Linked DNA regions of Rattus norvegicus: region 2 is linked to region 1. A link is a contact called in public Hi-C data. All regions are on one chromosome and are shown on one strand. Each heading gives the region's core, a stretch centred on a gene start, on an enhancer-like site or on the middle of the called end of the contact. The rest is flanking DNA. Distances are from core to core; before and after follow the strand shown. Region 1 overlaps Dtnb (dystrobrevin, beta). Region 2 has its middle 23 kb from the start of Yipf4l1.

What was found. Hi-C and Micro-C count contacts between places; a contact is called where the count stands out from the background.
Region 2: a contact with region 1 is called in a Hi-C map of frontal cortex, with 2.2 times the contacts expected there. The contact joins two enhancer-like sites. A contact is called at or near these places in 3 of 12 Hi-C or Micro-C datasets (the A7r5 cell line, Schwann cells and frontal cortex).

Annotation. Positions count from the first base shown.
Region 1 is chr6:32,373,133-32,376,790 of GRCr8, forward strand. All of the region lies in intron 8 of Dtnb (dystrobrevin, beta), which reads left to right. Among named protein-coding and RNA genes, the nearest start is that of Dtnb, 88 kb to the left of the region's middle. Within about 2 kb of position 1,854, at least 8 of the 93 cell types and tissues checked have an H3K27ac peak or open chromatin away from gene starts, as enhancers often do.
Region 2 is chr6:32,618,685-32,622,361 of GRCr8, forward strand. It overlaps a transcript of Dnmt3a not described here. Among named protein-coding and RNA genes, the nearest start is that of Yipf4l1, 23 kb to the right of the region's middle. Within about 2 kb of position 2,332, at least 8 of the 93 cell types and tissues checked have an H3K27ac peak or open chromatin away from gene starts, as enhancers often do.

The DNA of each region.
Region 1 (3,658 bases), core at 604-3,103:
CCCCCGATTTAGTGTTTTGTTCTACATTGCCATGGTCGTCATGATGTCTTCTCATAGCAGCAGAACAGTAACTAATCCAGTCTTCAGTGTGTTGAACAGAGTTGCCATGTGATTCATTAGTTCTAATTCTAAATGTACACACTTGAGGATTGAAACTTTATATCTGTGCTTCAGTAGGAGGGCTTGGAGACTAAGCCTTCATAGGAGAAGGGCTCAAATAAGAGAATGAACAGAATCTTGGGGGCATGAGACTGTTTCATTGGCTAATAACCTTTTTTTAGAACTCTGAACTTTCTAACACCGTCTGAGGCTAGAGATATCCCGCCAACAGTTATCAGCCTGGGATGATTTAAATATTGTTTTTGTCAATTTCTGAGCATTGCCCAACTCCGCTGTGGTATTTGGCAGCACTGTTTATTCTTAAACCCATTTACAGCTGCAAAAGTGCTGAGTTTGAAAGCAGAACATTTGCATGGACCCAGCTGTTTGAAAAGATGATGCTTATCAGAGAAGGGTGGCATGTCATTTATCAAGCAATAAAGCAAGCTCCTCCCAACTGGGGCACGTTACTCTTAGAGGAGAGAGATGGCGAGGCCTGTGTGGAAGTGGAGCCGAAACCAAGCCGTCCTTCAGATGAGCGATTTCCTCTGGCTGTCATCACTCACCCCCCAGCCCTTTCTTCAGTGTTGGATCTTCTTTGATCCTTACAGGTGGCCACCAGAGCCACACTGGAGAGCGTACACCCTGAGGCCATGTGTGGGAACACCCACGCTCCTCCACGACCCAGCCTTGTGAATCGTCTCATTGTCTCCAGGTTTTCTCCAGTCCACCCGCAATTACTGCTGTCTACCTGGGGCTTTGGAACATCCGCACACACGGATTTAGGGAGGATTCTCAAGTAAATTAGTAACTGAGTGTTATCTATGTAATTTTCCTTTAATTTCCAATTCACTGTCTATTCATCTTCATTTAGTGTCCCGTTATATAAACACTGGCCTGTCATTTTCTCATGAGACCTTGGGCTCACCTTCAGTAGAGCAGATACTGCCTTCCCCAGTGCTCTCTCCTGAGCTCTTTCCTGTGCTTGCTTCTCCATGAAAGCTTTGCTGTAGTTCCTAGTTTCAGATGGCCAGCACTGGTAAATTTTCCAGTCCTTAGTTCCAGGCCATGCTTCTTATGTAGGCTCTGACGCCTCTATTAACTGACTCTGGGCGTTTCCGTGTCCAAGTCTCACCTGCTCTCCCGTTCATAAACAGTTGTAATAATCCTCCCATTAATACTTTTGGACTTCTAGAATGTAACTACACTCACGTCTATCTAGTAAGCAATGGCTGAATCTCTTTCAGATACTTACATATCTAATCTAATCCTTTTTTGAAGAGTAATCCTCACTTAGAGGCTCTGGGTTGAGGCCGAGGATTCTATTTTGTTTGACTTTTCAAACAAGTGCCCAGAAATTTCTTACATTCAGACATGTTTAATAAATACTGTGTCAGAGCAGTGCTAAGCAGTAGAGATGGTCTTTACTCTCTGACTTTTGGTGTACTGTGTATGATGTCTCTTGAATGCTCGATTTGCCTCTGTTAGACCTGTTCCAGTTTTGTGGCAGCCAGGGATAGCCAGACAGTGGGCAGCTGTGCTGGCTGAGAGCCTCGTGCCGAGGGTGCAGGACTAGAGAGCAGGACGAGGCAGAGAAGCATGGAGACCTTCCTCGATTTCCAGACCTCACTGCTGCTTGGGGTCCTGCTTCCTCAGGACTTGTGGGCTGCTGCCTCCCTTTGAGCTTGTCAGCCCCTAAAGCCCTGGGTGCACTTGGCCTCATTTTTCTACCATGTAGTCTGTGAGTGCATGTGAGAGCAGGCAGCTGTTCGTTCAGCATTGGCTAGAAGCACCTTCCAAAACAAGCTTACCTCACAGTGTGAGACTTTGAAAGATTTTGCAATTATGTCTTTGGTCTGAGAGTTTTATTTCTTTTGCTCTCTGTCAGCAGTATGACAGTATGAAACTTTGAAGTTGCCTGGCACACTGTATTTTCTTACTTTTATGTTTTTGAATCTAGTGTCCTAGCCTCCCTTATCTCCTCTCTTCCCCACCCTCCCAGCTTTTCTTTGCCAAATTCTCTGTATCCTATTGCCTAGGCTGATGGTCATTCCCTCATGGTTCGCCTATAGCACACAGAATGACTTCAAAGTATCTATCCCACTATTAGAATCATTTCTTATTGTCTGTTAATTTATCCATATATCCTGACAGAGCACTGTGTGATACTGTATGTTACTGTATTAGCCTTTACGAACCAATGACCTGGCACACCACTTGAGTGCTGATTAAAAAACACCAGGAAAGCCAAGGTTTCTCCCTTGTTCTAGTTTTAAGTGATTTATGGCCATTAAAATGTTGGCGTTCTGTCTAGCCCATTTGCAGAAGAATGCAAGAGATTCAGAACAGCCAGGGTTGGCAATGGGTAGAAAAGAGGAGTTTTCAGGATTCTGGTATAGGGTGTAAGCTGTTAGGTCTGAAGGACAAATCTTAAACTACATATGACCTTAGACCTTGTAACCTTCCATATAGGAGTTCTCCTCCAAGCCATATCTGCACCAAACACACTAGGGTTTTTGAATGAGGATGTCATCTGCGTAATATACAGTAGCTAGAAGAAGGGATTAAAAATCTCAATCAGTAGTGAAGTGCTTAAGATTATCGTTGGGGCTGGAGAGCTAGTTCACCATTAGGAGCACTGGATGCCCTTTTAAAGGACCGAGGTTTGATTCCCAGCACCCATGTAGCAGCTCACAACCATCTGTAACTCCAGCGCCAGGGGGTTTAATGCACCAGGCATGTATGTGGTGCACGGATATACACATAGGCAAAACACATACATATAAAAACAATGTCTTAAAAACTTTACTTTGGGGGTTGGGGATTTAGCTCAGTGGTAGAGCACTTGCCTAGGAAGTGCAAGGCCCTGGGTTCGGTCCCCAGCTCCAAAAAAAAGAACCAAAAAAAAAAAAAAAAAAAACAAACTTTACTCTGATATGTAAACACTGTGATATCTTCTGTAGAAGTCTGTCAGCAAGCTAGCTTTATATGTTCAGCTGTGAGCGGAGGTATGTAATATACAGCATGTGCAGGCATTTGTGTGTGGGGGAGCCAGGTATTAAACCAAGTCCTTAGCGCCTTCTAGACAAGTGTTCTGACGCTGAGGTGAACCCGCTCACCTCGATGTGCCGGGGATCATCAGCGTTGGCCAGGTTCCACAGTGGTGAGGGAAGAGTAAGTCAGGCATGGGGGCCAAGGGAGTCTTGCAGCCTGACCAACTAGCAGTAGGGGTGCAACGTGTGGAGATCAAGACCAGAAGTGGAAGATGCACAGCGTCAGTTGCATTTGCTGGATCTTTGTCACGCCACTGTGCTGACTCTATAACTTTCACCTTTCCCATTAGGTAGGCTGCATTGCGATCACAAGCAGGTGCTACCCTAGCTGGTTCTTTTCAGCGCCATCTAGAATCCAGTTCTGTGGATATACCAAGTCTTGCTCACTCCCTTGCTAATGGGCATTCAGCCTGTTTCTAGTTTTGTCTTTTCCAAATATAGCCTTAGTGGTTCTTTCTTATCTTCTTCCGTGGTGTGGAGAGTTATCTAGGGAATGCACTAGGACT
Region 2 (3,677 bases), core at 1,082-3,581, 250 kb after region 1:
TCCTGAGGAGGCACACATGCTAGCGGGGTCCCAAGCTGGTGCTAATTCCTCTCCACAGGACCCAGAAGCCTGGGAGCCTGCAGTAAGCTGATCCCTGCTGTGAACACCCATTAGAAAGCCAAAGTCCCACAGGTAGAACCACAGGCATAAAGACCCCTGTGGCTTTTGGCAAATGACCAGAAGTGTGGATGCAGAAGCAACAGGTAGAGTTGGTGGCCCTTGCGGGCCAACATCAAAAGCATATACCTTCCCCAATAGCATCTCTGTACTGGAGATGCTGTGGTCATCACATGCTGGTTTAGGAATTAGTCTGAGCCACCTTGAAGAAATGTGCTCACAAGAAGATACAGATTATTGGTTTCTCTATTTACTACGCAGTTTGTCCAGAGAGTAGAAGCAAATTCCCGGGCTTGTCCGGTTGGTGCAAAGCTGCTGTGACACTATAGGGTCTTCAGAACCGGTCACTGTAGGGGTCCTGGCTGTGAGCTGGGACGGTGTGACCATTGCAGCTGTGTTTCCAAGCAGGCCTGTGTTTGTTTGCATCTGAGCTTGGCACTTGTGATGAGGTGGCCGTGCTCACTTGTTCACTTGGCAGAGAACAGCCGAAGCCTGTCACCCTGTGATGGTGTGTGGAGTTTGTGGCCCTTCTGATTGGTCCTGTCCCATCCGGTCGGTACCCATGCTAGGAGCAGTGCTGGTTCGGAAGAACCCCCAAGGAAAGGACTCGGGTTGGTCAGGGTCATTGTGAGCTCGCATATGTTTGTGTGGAGAAAGCCGAGGTCTTTGGGAGGAAAGGCCTTGTCCTTTCAGGCTTCCAAGACAACAGCTAAGGTTGGCCTTTGGTTGGAGACAAGTCTCTAGGCCAGACACTGGAGTTTCAGCATTGAGACCAAGAGGTAGGCCAAGATCGGGATGTATGGAAGGCCGTTGCTGGTAGGAAGGCACAGCTTCTCTAGGGGACCCCAGGAACTCCTGTAACTGGCTCTCCCATTGGGATGAACCCCATTTGTGGGCTCATAAAGCGGCCTCCTAACTCCACCCAGTCCCCGAGCCTGAGGACATGAGCAGTGGTCTAAAGTCTCACCTAGTCCCATTTTACAGACTAATTTGATTGTCCGGCCCTAGAATTCTATAGAAACAACAATAATGAAAAGTTGAAATTCCTTAGAATATGCAGAGGGAGGGGATGACTCACACGGTGCTAAACACATTTTATTAAAAATATATATTGTTAAATTAAGTCTGCTGTCTGGACAATGATGTTCTGTTTTGTTTTCTTGTAGTGGAGTTTAAAAGAGACTATTATTTTACTCTGATATATTATTATTAAAAAGGCATTTTAACTTTGTACTTGAAAACTAAGTGAACGATTTCACGTGTTTTAGCTGAGGCATCGAAGTATCGGGTGCTTACTTGTGGGAAATCATGTATTCATACTACAAAATAAACTCCGTGGCTGGTTTGGTAATAACTTTTACTGTTACAGACGATTTCGCTTTGACCCCGGTGGCAGAGCACTTTTACTCCACATTCCACGCAGCTAAGTGCAGGACCTTCCAGAACCTTCCCCTAGTCCCCCTCGGTCCTCTTTCCGTTCCTCTTCCTATCTCTCTCTTTTCCTATTTTTTCTTTTTAAATTGTCGTTTGTTTTCCCTGGTCCCAGCTTCCTTCTACCACTGTATTTTTTTGTTAGGGTTGCTTCTCTATTTATTGACAGTAATACTGTACATTTCACAGTCTGGTTCTGGGGCAGCCAGGAGGGGTGTGGGGGGCTGCGCACAGCTTGCCGCACCATCCGGTGTCCCGTTGTATCTCTGTGTACGTGATGCTTGTGACATAGCTGTTGAAGAAATAATTAAAAAGGTCAATGCGTACAGCAGGTGTAGACAGTCCGTCAGTTCCGCTTTCATCACTTTTCTTTTTCTTTTTTTTTTTTTTTTTTTTGTGCCCAGAAGAATATAATAAAGCTCCTTTCTAATGTACTTGTGCTGGAGAACACTTGAATAAATGGACTGTTTTTGTGCAAAAAGAAAAATGGAAAACGAAAAGCACCGTCATAATGTCCTTTTGTCCTGCGACTCCTTTCCCCTGATGTGACAGCTCGCGGTCCTCCAGTGGGCTGAAGTGGGTGTGCATAATATCTGGGGGGCGTCTGGGGAATGGATTTCTAACGCAGCTCTCGAGTGGGTGTTAACTAGGGGCTGGGACCCAAGGGCAGAGGGAGTTTGGCTCAAGATCAAAGAGTCGGACAAAGATGAAGTTGTCTGGTTGACTTCCAGACACAGCAGATGTCTTGAGACCAGAACAGGAAGCAGATCAGCATCCTGGTTAGGTGGCAGGAGAACCAGTGGGGACTTACCGATGCCAGGCTCAGAAGGAAGAAGTGAGGAAAGGAGGGAGACAGCTGGGCCCTGGGGGAACCCTAGAAGAACCTCGGGTTTAAAGGCAATCTTTGCCAACACGTGACAGGTAACCCAAGGGCTGGGGCCAGTGGCCAACAGGCTACTGCTGGTCTGAGTGTAGGCTCTCTGGCAGGGCCTTATGGCCTGAGGTGTTATTGCCCATGGTGTCTCTGTCTCACCTTTCTAGAAGGTCAGTCTGAATGCAGAGTCTGTCTGTCCCCCATATCTCCGGGAGTAGCCAGTAGGCTTGGCCTGGGTTTCCACTCCTAAGGATTGTTCAGGCTGTCTCCTCCCCCAGGCTTTTGGGCGGGTTTGGGATAGCAGACACACTGTGTGGGGATCCTTGAGCAGATGGGGAAAGCTCGGCTAGACAGGTTTTCTCATGGGCACTTTTTCTTGCTTTTTTCCCTTTGACAAGGTTGTAAATGTATATTTGGCTTTTACTCTACTTCTTTTCTCGATGTTTTTCAATGTTGATGTGGAATCTTACTTTCAAATGGCTGCATGGTATTTTCTTGTTGAATGTTTGTTTATATATATTTTATTTTCGCTATAAATAGAGCTTCAATAAACATCTTTATGTTTTGGCTTCCCCCTTTTTGTATTTTTTTTCCCTTGAAATAGATTCCCAGAACTGAGACCAATTGGAGAAAGTCACAGTGGACATTTTGGTTTCTGCCTGATTCCTTCAACGAGACCAGCAGGCAGGCTTTGAGTTCCAGCTCAGAGATTCTGTCTGGCAAGAAACAAACTGGGCCCTTAGTGAGCCATCCCCACCCGTGCCTCTGCCTGTTCTCCACAGCACCACAAGTTCCCTGGGGCTGAGTTGATTTAGAAAGGAAGCCAGGCTCACTGTTCTGAAAGCTGGGTCCAGGATCCAGGGCCTCATGCTGTCTGTCACAACAGACACAGGCAGAAGAGATACTTTAATACCAACTTCATATAGAACCCCAGCCTCAAAGGCCCGCCTCACCAATGCTGCTACCGAGAAATGCAGAGAAAGACAAGCCACACTGAACCTGTAACACACATGTGTTAATCCCAGTGGGAAAGTGTACATGTTACATTCATGTCTAGAAGTCAGAGCATAAAATTGGGTGTGATAAAAGCAACTTGACTTGCGCTACCCACTAGCCCTCAGTCCCTTACCACCACCACCACCACCACCACCACCACCACCACCACCACCCCCCCCTCCCAGTGCTGGGATTATAGGTGTGAAACCTGGCTTTTTATATAGGTTCTTGGGATTGAACTCAGGTCTTTATACTTACA